Linked DNA regions of Pan troglodytes: region 1 is linked to region 2. Evidence: chromatin contacts called from public Hi-C data. All regions are on one chromosome and are shown on one strand. The core of a region is the stretch at or near the end of the contact, and the rest is flanking DNA. Distances in the headings are between cores, read along the strand shown. Region 1 overlaps LOC134810683 (a long non-coding RNA gene). Region 2 has its middle 77 kb from the start of MTERF3.

Region 1 (5,221 bases), core at 1,907-4,406, 1.1 Mb before region 2:
AGGATCTCTTGAGTCCAGGAATTTGAGGCTGCAGTGAACTATGATCATGCTACTGCACTCCAGCCTGGGCGACAGAGCAAGACCCAGTTCCTGTTTCAAAAAAAAAAAAAAAGACGTAGAGGGCAAGCAATTTTCTTTTAAGAAGATGATCTAGACATTGCCCACAGTATTTTTCCTCACGTCTCATTAGCTAGAAAGTAGTCATATGGAAACATAGAAAATGTAGACTGTAGCTGAAAAACCTTGTGCCCAATTAAAACGTAGGTGTGTGTGGGAGAGGGCAAGGGTTGTATTAAAAAAAAGTAAGGAGAGAGTGGATATTGGGGAAAAGTTAGCAGACTATGTCATTCCAGCCTAAAGTGTTTAGACTTCAAATCACAGGATAGTGAGACCTGGAGAGAATTTTGAGAAGAAATGATCATGCTCAGTTCTAAAAGCCTTCTAGAGCCACCTTACAATTTCAATTGTAATATGATAATGTAAATAAGACACTCGTATTATGAAAGCAAGCAATGTATATGGCTGTGTGTGTGGTTGACAAAGTCAGAGACATAAGGGAAGTATTCTCTAACGAACTGACCATTTATTTTCTTTCTCTTTTCTTTTTTTTTGAGACAGGGTCTCACTCTGTCACTGAGGCTGGAGTGCAGTGGTGCGATCATGGTTCATGCAGCCTCAATCTCCTGGGCTCAGGTGATCCTCCACCTCAGCCTCCCGAGTAGCTGGGACCACAGGCGTGTGCTACCATGCCCAGCTAATTTTTATTTATTTTATTATTTTTTTTTTTTGTAGAAACAGGGTCTTGCCATGTTGCCAAGGCTAGTCTTGAACTCATGGGCTCAAGCAGTCCTCCTGCCTCGGCCTCCCAAAGTGCTGAGATTACAGGCATGGGCCACTGCACCCAGCCAACGGTGTACTTTAGATCTAAACTCTGATAATATTAAATAAGCAAGAGGAGAGGGAATAGTGTTTCATGCAAAAGAACCTGTATGTACAAGTGCCCTGAGGCAGGTTAGAACATGGTGACTAAGAATAAGTAAGTCTAGTGTAAGTGAAATGGAGTGAGCACTAAGTAATATGGTACAAAATGATTATCGAAGGCTGGGCGCGGTGGCTCACGCCTCTAATCCCAGCACTTTGGGAGACCGAGGCGAAAAGATCACTTGAGGTAAGGAGTTCGAGACCAGCCTGGCCAACATGGCAAAACCCCATCTCTACCAAAAATACAAAAATTATCCCGGCATGGTGGTGTGTACCTGTAGTCCCAGCCACTTGGGAGGCTGAGTCAGGAGAATCACTTGAACCTGGGAGGTGGAGGTTGCAGTGAGCTGAGATTGTGCCGCTGCACTCCAGCCTGGGTGACAGAGTAAGACTCCATCTCAAAAAAAATAAATAAATAAATAAATAAATAAAATAAAATAAAACAAAACAAAATGATTTTCGAAAGGCAATAAAGGGTCTTTTAAGGATGTCAGTCTCAGACCTAAGGATAGTGGGAATCCTTTGAAGTATTTTAGGCAGGTAAGTATTTCAAATATATTCATCTTGTTGAGTGTAGAGAAACATTAGAAGGGAGCAAAGGTAGACGAGGTGTCAGCAAGCATTGTAATCTACATTAATTGAGTGATGGGTACCCTAACAGTCCTGACTTGACCACTAAGCAGTCTATACATGTAACAAAATTGCACGTGTACCATACACATTTGTATCAAAAGTTGAAAATTTATTCTTATGAGTAGACCTGTAGTACAAAATTATACCAAATTGTTACTATTATCGTATTTTAAAAACATACCAATTAAAAATTGTAGAAGTTTATGTCCTTTCTTATGAGTACTACATAAGTCATGGCCTTGATTTTGGGATTTTGGCTTGCAAAGCCTAAAATATTTATGATCTGGTTCCACTCTCCGTGGTTCCTTCTGTGTGGAGGATCCTTTCTAGAGGAACACTCTGCTCTCCCTCTGCTCCCATGTCGTGTGTCACTCTTCTCCAGACGAGGAGTGTTTGACCTGATTGATGAGTCTGGGAGAAGGAGCTTAGCTTTACCTGCCTTTAGTAAAGACGAGTTTTCTTTTGTCCTCTGTTATGAGGAAAGCCTGACAGGGTTGGTCTCCAAGGAGGAGCCTGTCATTTTCCAACTGCAGCTGTCACTGGTGAGTAACAACTAAGCCATGGCCTCCGATAGAGCTTTTCATCTGTATTGAGGGTGCTCTCTCCACCTTCAACCTCCAGGTTCCCATGTCTACCTCTGAACTGTTTCAGAACTCCAGTGGGGAATAGGGATGCTGTTTATTAGCCCCTCCAAAGCCAACAGGGTGCACAGAGGCTGCTCCTGGAGGGGCATCTGAGCAGCTGTGCTCATCTCTCCTGCCACTGAGATGCAGAGAATCTGACATAAGAAGGGAGGATGCGATTGGCTCATCAGCAAACACTTGAAAACTAATTGAGTCCATAAACCAAGGCTCTCCCTGAGAAATCAAATTGATACAAGAGAGCAGGAAGGAAGGGAAAAGCAGGAGAGAAGAGGGTCTTAGAAAGAGGGGAGCTGGCCAGACTCGGTGGCTCACGCCTGTAATCCCAGCAGTTTGGGAGGCCGAGGCGAGCGGATCATGAGGTCCAGAGATGGAGACCATCCTGGCTAACACCGCAAAACCCGGTCTCGACTAAAAATACAAAAAATTAGCCGGGCATGGTGGCACGCGCCTGTAGTCCCAGCTACTCGGGAGGCTGAGGCAGGAAAATTGCTTGTATCCGGGAGGCGGAGGTTGCAGTGAGCCAAGATTGTGCCACTGCACTCCAGCCTGGGCAACAGAACAAGACTCCATCTCAAAAAAAAAAAAAAAAAAAGAGGAGAGCTGAATTAGTAAACCAGGGTAGTCTTAGTGGAATAGCTAAGGGTGTGGCAGTTTTTATGTTCTTCTTTAATCAATTTTCCTTGCTTTCAGCTTCCAGGTTTATGTTTTTCCTCTTCTGTGAGCCCAGACTTTTCCACAACATATACTGGTCAGTTTCATAAACTTTCTTTAAAAGGGGTGGCCGTGAGTGTAATTTTCCATTCTGCTTTCCAGCGCACTCAGCTGCCTTTAGGAGGCTTGACAGGCTGTGGCAGTGTCCAGCTGCAGGGAGTCCTACATCTCTGATGGTGAGTGATGACTCACTTCCTGCTGCCTGACTTGAGAAGCTCCTAAATACACTCCTGGGTCAGGCCCCTGCAGTGTAGCCTTAATCTGCTGCTGACCCAGGATCCAACCCAGCTGTTAGGTGGAGGACCCACATTTCCAATTCTGCAGCAGTGGGAGGCTTTCTGGGTAGCCATCCAGCTCAGATGCTTTGAAGGAGGGATGAGAGGAAAGCTGTGAGTGAGAGGGCAGGAATGTGCAGACAGGGCCAGCATCCCAGAGGGTTTTGTTTATTATACTGGGAACATCTCATAGGCCTTGGGATAATGACTGCTCGAGATTCAGGAATGATTTAGCTTTCCATGCCCCACTCAGTTCAGACTGATTATACTTTAATAGACACAATAAGATAATTCTTAATCCTGGCTGCACATAATAGCAGTCTCCATTAGAAGGCTAATAGGTACCTTGACATTTAAACATTCAAAATAGAACTCTTGATCTTACCCCTCTCCCACCAAACATGCCCTTTTCCAACCTTCCCCTCTAGTGCGTGACACCATTTGCCACATATGCAGCCTCAATCCTCTGAACGGCTGATATGGTTTGGATGCCTTGTTCCCTCCAAATCTCATGTTGAAATGTGACCTCCATTGTTGAAGGTGGGCCTCCTGGGAGGTGTTTGGGTGATGAGGAAGAGCCCTCATGAATGTCTTGGTGCTGTCCTTGTGGTAAGAGTGAGTTCTCACTCTGAGTTCACTCAAGATCTGGTCTGAAAGAGCCTGCCACCTCCTCCCTTTCTCTCTCGCTCCCACTCTTGCTATGTGATACACCTGCTCCCTCTTTGCCTTTTGCTATGATTACAAGACTTCTGGGGCCCTCACCAGAAGCAGATGCCGGCACCACACTTCTTGTACAGTCTGCAGAACGGTGAGTCAAATAAACTTCTTTTCTTTTCTTTTCTTTTTTTGAGATGGAGTTTTGCTCTCGTTGCCCAGGCTGGAGTGCAATGGCACGATCTCAGCTCGCTGCAACCTCTGCCTCCTGGGTTCAAGTGATTCTCCTGCCTCAGCCTCCCGAGTAGCTGGGATTACAGGCACCTGACACCACACCCAGCTATTTTTTTAAATATTTTTAGTAAAGCTGGGGTTTCACCATGTTGGCCAGGCTGGTCTCGAACTCCCGACCTCAGGTGATCCCCCCCCACCTTGGCCTCCCAAAGTGCTAGGATTACAGGCATGAGCCACCGCACCCGGCCAATAAACTTATTTTCTTTATAAATTACCCAATCCCAGGAATTCCTTTATAGCAACATAGAACGGACTAACGCAACATTCTATGACCATGAGCTATCCATCATCAAGCCCTGTAATCCTCCCTTGAAAATATACCCCCAATTCTATCACTCCTCACCATCTCCATGGCTTCTACCTAGTCAAGTTCCCTCCATTCATCATCTGGACTATTGTGGAACCTCCTAACTCATTTTCCTGCTTCTACTTTTGTCATTTTAAGGGTAAATCATGTCAAACATCTCTCCTGGTGACTAGACTTACTCTCAATGGCTTAAATTGCAGTCAGAATAAAATCCAAATTTCTTATGAGAACTTGCAAGGCCCCAAATGCACGGGCCTTTCCTTACTTACCTCTCTGATGATTTTTCTACTATTTTCCCCACACCATGATCCTCCAGCCACAATGTCCTTTTCTCTGTTTCTTGAACTTCCAAACTCATTGCCACCTCAGGTATGATGCTCCCTATATTTGGAAGTCTCTTCCCCAGAACTTTGCTTACCTAGCTCCTTCACATCCTTCTGGAATCAGCAAAAATGTCATCTCCTTAGAACAACCTTCCTTTATCAGCATCCTTCCCCATGCCCTGTTATTCACCATCCCACTTAATGTGTTCTGTTTTCCTCATCACTCTATCTGAAATCATTTTTATTTGTTTCTGTGTTTATTCTATGCCTCCTTTTGCTAGAATGAAAGGCAAAGATTTTGTCATTTTCATTACATGGTGTCTGGAACAGTGAGCCTGGATATAATAGATGCTTATTAAAGTTTTATGGAATGGCCGGACGCGGACGTGGTGGCTCACA
Region 2 (4,884 bases), core at 1,057-3,556:
AGCAATTCTCCTGTCTCAGTCACTCGAGTAGCTGGGATTACGGGCACACGCCACCACACCCAGCTATTTTTTTTTTTTTTTTGTACTTTTAGTGGACACGGGGTTTTATCACATTGGTCAGGCTGGTCTCGAACTCCCGACCTCAGGTGATCCACCTGTCTTGACCTCCCAAAGTGCTGGGATTACAGGCATGAGCCACCATGCCTGGCTGCCACTGTTGCTTTTAAGCCAACTTTTTATTATTAATTTTTTTAAAATTTGTGTATTTAGGAGGTACAAGTACAGACTTCATACATGCATGTATGAAGGAGTGGTGAAGCCTGGGCTTTTAGTGCACCCATCACCCGAAGTGACACTGTGCCCAACAGGCAATTTTTCAACCCTCTCCGACAACCTTCTGTCATCTCCAGCATCTATTATTTCACTCTGTATGTCCATGTATACCCATTGCTTAGTGGGTATTTATTTATTTATTTGAGACGGAGTCACTCTGTCACCCAGGCTGGAGTGCAGTGGTGCGATCTTGGCTCACTGCAACCTCCGCCTCCCAGGTTCAAGCAATTCTCCTGCCTCAGCCTCCCGAGTAGCTGGGGTTACAGGCACCTGCCACCATGCCCGGCTAATGTTTTGTATTTTTAGTAGAGATGGGGTTTCACCATGTTGGCTAGGATGGTCTTGAACTCCTGACCTCAAGTGATCCACCTGCCTCGGCTTCCCAAAGTGCAGGGATTACAGGCATGAGCCACCGCGCCTGGACAAGGGTACTTATAAGTGAGAACAAGATGTGTACTTTTTTTTTTTTAAATGGATAATGGTGTTGGGCTTATCTCCTTTCTGTTGAAATTTCTTAGATGTACATAAACAAAAACTATTTGGCAGATACATAATATTGATGAATGGACCTGCAGCTGAGGTGATCTGGGTGGCCAAAGCATACAAACATACGTGGATGTTACCGAGAACCATAACGGCCTCTCCTTCATGCCCTATGTGTGGTCTGGCTAGCCTTGCACTCAAGCTGAGCCTGGCATTTTGTGACTCAAATGCAGTCCAGAGAAAGCGACGGGAAGACAAAAAGGGTGAGTATGTGAGTGAATAGGTATCTGTGAGATTATGCGTTTCTGTAGGTGGATACATTTGTGATTGCACTCAAGCTGAGCCTGGGATTTTGTGACTCAAATGTGGTCCAGAGAAAGCGGCAGGAAGACACAAAGGGTGAGTGTTGAGTGAATAGGTGTTTGTGAGATTATGTGTTTCTGTGGGTGGATATGTTTGCGATTTCAGGCATCCTATTCTCATGCACACTCCTCCACCGTCAGCATACTTAACTGACCACACCAAGAAAAATACAGCTCCGTTCACTTTGTCATAGATGCTCCGGCAGGCGTGGGCTGTTGAAACAGGAGTTTGGGAACTTTGGGCCCTGGGTGTTTTTTCAGCTTTCACCCATCATTTTGAACTGGGATGAGCAAGGGTTTAAGGGGAAAAATGCTGAACACCAGCACAGCAATACCACACATCGGCTTCTGTGGTCTGAGAACAGCAGCAGGAATTCACCCCGTGATTGGTGGCTCTTTCCCACCTCAGCAAAGCGCAGGGCTGCTGCTGCCCAGCGTGTGAAATCTAAGCCAGGCGCTGACCCACCGCTGGAATGAAAACTCAAACCTGCACAGCCTCTCGGCTTTGTGGCTGTCTTTCCTGCTCATGGTGGCAATCAGAAGTCTGTTCCCAGTTAGGGAGCAGAACCTCAACTGATAAGAGAGATGGGAAGAGAATTTCAAAAATCTCATAGGAAAACCTCCTCCTAGAAAGTTAAAGTGGGGTGGCGGGAGGTTGCTAAGTGAGAACATTGGGGGTTATTTTGGGGTGGACAGACACCAGATCACCAGGGTGGTGAGTATGGAAATGTCACTGTCACCTACCATCCCATCCCCCTCCATGAACAGTGGCCTTTCAAAGTATTTGGCCAGTGAGTCATCAGAAAAATGCTATTTTTTCATTTTGGAAAAACACCGTATCACAGCAGGACATTTTGCTGTTATCTGTTCTCCCAAGAAATACAGTGGTGGGGGAGGACCCAACCCCTTCGAAATTAAAGCCATATGCATACCATATTAAAAAAATAACCCACCCAGGACATTCCATTATTGCTGACCATAGGAATTCAGTATTTATAATTTACATTCTTTCCCATACTTTGCTGTTTTTCAGACGTGAAAAGTAGAGGTTTATGGCCTCATCAGATTGTAAATCACATTCCTGAGGGCAGAGGGAGCTGCTACAGGGGAGAGAAATTGCCTTCCAACAGTTTGCAGAATGCGTCAAAACATTGGGAAAAGAATCCACGTGGAGTATAGGGACCCTGTTCAAGAGCTGGCATCTCGATTGATTTCAGGCCACAGAAACACAGGGATGTCGAGGCCGGAGTCTGCCTACTCACAGGACACAAAAGACAATGAAGGCCAACACCAGTTATTCTGTCCACAGAGCACGCAACCAGCCAACCACCCCTGGAGCCACCTGAAGAGTGGCTTGGAGGTGTGGCCATCTCTAATCAAGCAAGCACCTGAGATCAGAGTCTCCTTCCAAGGAGGAGGAGGAGGAGCAAAGGTGTGGCGGTCACCAGGGAACCAGCTCCTTGCCATCCATTTGCCAGCTCTGAGGCCAGTGAGGATCTATGGGGCTGTGGTCTGCTGATAGGAGTAAGACATGTGCACAAGAATCCAGGGGAGGAGCCTGGCACAGAGTCTCAGGCTGTGTTGCTCCGGCGGCCCCCCGGCACTTCCTGGCCGTGTGCTCTATGTGCAAGCTTGTGTTACTGTGGCTGCTGGGAGGATTCAGGGACAGGAGGGAAGGGGTGCGGAGAGCCCCACACGGGGGTGTTTTGAAGGCTCCAATCCTCTGAATGCCACTGTCTGGAAGTCATGTTAGCAGTGGCCCTAGTGAACTCTTATTCCCCTGCTCCTGGTCTGGATTTCATCCACTCTAAGAGAGGTGGAGGATCCCTAACATTTTGAAAGCTGAAGATCTTTCTTAAGCCTTTCCCACGCTGCACTCATAAAATACCTAATCAGTCCATGACGTATGCAGTTGGAGAGATGAGAATGAGCCCAAACAGCCCTTTGTCAGGCGGGTGGGAACAGTCAGGCTTACAGCCCGGATTTCCAGTATGGATTGTTACATAAACCTTGCCTGCAATTTGACTCTGTAATGAAAGCTATTGTGTGTATACTTCAGACACGAAAATGAAGTATTTTGGTTTTTTTAGTCTCAAATGTTAGAAAACCAATTTTCTTTTAAAGGCAGACAAACTTCATTTCCTGTGGTTTGTAAAACCACAAGAGTCTCCTTTACTTAGCATCCAGGAAGGGGCCACACCCTACACTGGAACACCAGGCTCTGACGCCCCGGGATGACTGCTCCGAGGGGCAGGAGGTCACAGCTCTGAGCAAATCTTCCTGCCCCCGCAGGGCACTGTCGGTGCCCACAGTTTGCAGACCCTGGCCAGGGTGATGTCTTGAGCATTCCAGTAACAAAGAAAAACCAGCAATTAACTCCGGGGCACAAGTACAAGCGTGAGCCCAGATCACTTAAAGAGGCTGGGTGGTTGGTTGCATCAGCTGTGAAAGCAAAACCCTTGGGTAAATTCTATGTTCTGAATGATGTTACTGTCCTCACTGGGGTTACGAGAGGGGAAGGGACCATGAGATCTGCCAACACCCTTCTCCTCTCTGCTCCAAGAGGACAACAATGCTGGGGCTTAGGAGTCCCTTTTGCTAGAAATGCAGGCAGGAAGCTTGCTGTCACCTGCCTCCCCAGCCGGGTGTACTGAATATGGAGGTAGAGACCAGGCTTCAACCAGAGTATTATGAGTATCAGAGTATCATGAGGGATAAATTCAGCTTAGCCCTGTGAGGCCTTGGAGGTACTTGGACATGTTGCAAACCCTTGAACACTGTTAGACTGTGACAACAAATATCTCTTTGCAGGACAAGCAACTTCAAAATTCCACCTAACAAGCTGCAAGAAAGGGAATATCAGAGTAGACCAAGTCACAGATGAACTTTCTGAAATGGACTAAAGGCATTTTTTAGTGAACATGGAAGAAAAGGAAGATTTTTACAATGTAGCATTCCTACAAACTAAAAAAATTTCACATCCAACTGTTTTTTTCTCTTCTTTGGTAGACATCAATGAAATAATTCCTTTAAATTCACAGAAGATAGCAAAATTAAAAAGCCATATTTATTTAATGCATCAAATACCAAAGTTAAATTAAGGAAACTATTGCAATCTTCACCTGAGATAGGCCCATCATCAGGTTAGAATAAAGTGTGATAAAAAGGGGAAATGTTGTAAAAACCTCTTATGGCATAGCAACATGACTGCAGCCCACCAGTCTCAGCCATTACTGATACTGACCCTTGCAAAGAATCAAATCTCTAATATAATCCTGAGAATGTGCACACATATGTGAAGGAAAGAGGTGTATTATGTAATGGAACACTGACAGACAGACGTCTTAGCTCTCCTTACAGTTTTTTTTTAATTTTTTTTTTAAGATAGTCTCGCTCTGTCGCCCAGGTTGGAGAGTGCGGTGGCGTGATCTCGGCTCACTGGAACCTCCACCTCCTGGGTTCAAGCATTTCTTCTGTCTCTGACTCCCGAGTAGCTGGGACTACGGGTGCCTGCCACCATGCCCGGCTAATTTAAGTATTTTCAGCAGAGACAGGGTTTCACCATATTGGTCAGGCTGGTCTCAAACTCCTGACCTCAGGCGATCCACCCACCTCAGCCTCCCAAAGTGCTGGGATTACAGGCGTGAGCCCTGCGCCCGGCCAGCTCTCCTTACATCTTGATTTCAATCCTATAAATGGGAAATGG

Evidence for each region. Hi-C and Micro-C count contacts between places; a contact is called where the count stands out from the background.
Region 1: a contact with region 2 is called in a Hi-C map of stem cell-derived neural progenitor cells, with 2.5 times the contacts expected there. The contact joins two enhancer-like sites. A contact is called at or near these places in 1 of 7 Hi-C or Micro-C datasets (stem cell-derived neural progenitor cells) and 1 of 1 other capture datasets (stem cell-derived neural stem cells).

What each region holds. Positions count from the first base shown.
Region 1 is chr7:107,670,891-107,676,111 of NHGRI_mPanTro3-v2.0_pri, reverse strand. All of the region lies in intron 1 of LOC134810683 (a long non-coding RNA gene), which reads left to right. Among named protein-coding and RNA genes, the nearest start is that of TSPYL5, 160 kb to the right of the region's middle. Within about 2 kb of position 3,156, at least 8 of the 24 cell types and tissues checked have an H3K27ac peak or open chromatin away from gene starts, as enhancers often do. A contact at or near this core is called in stem cell-derived neural progenitor cells and stem cell-derived neural stem cells, where this site is marked.
Region 2 is chr7:106,556,098-106,560,981 of NHGRI_mPanTro3-v2.0_pri, reverse strand. No RefSeq gene overlaps it. Among named protein-coding and RNA genes, the nearest start is that of MTERF3, 77 kb to the right of the region's middle. Within about 2 kb of position 2,306, at least 7 of the 24 cell types and tissues checked have an H3K27ac peak or open chromatin away from gene starts, as enhancers often do. A contact at or near this core is called in stem cell-derived neural progenitor cells and stem cell-derived neural stem cells, where this site is marked.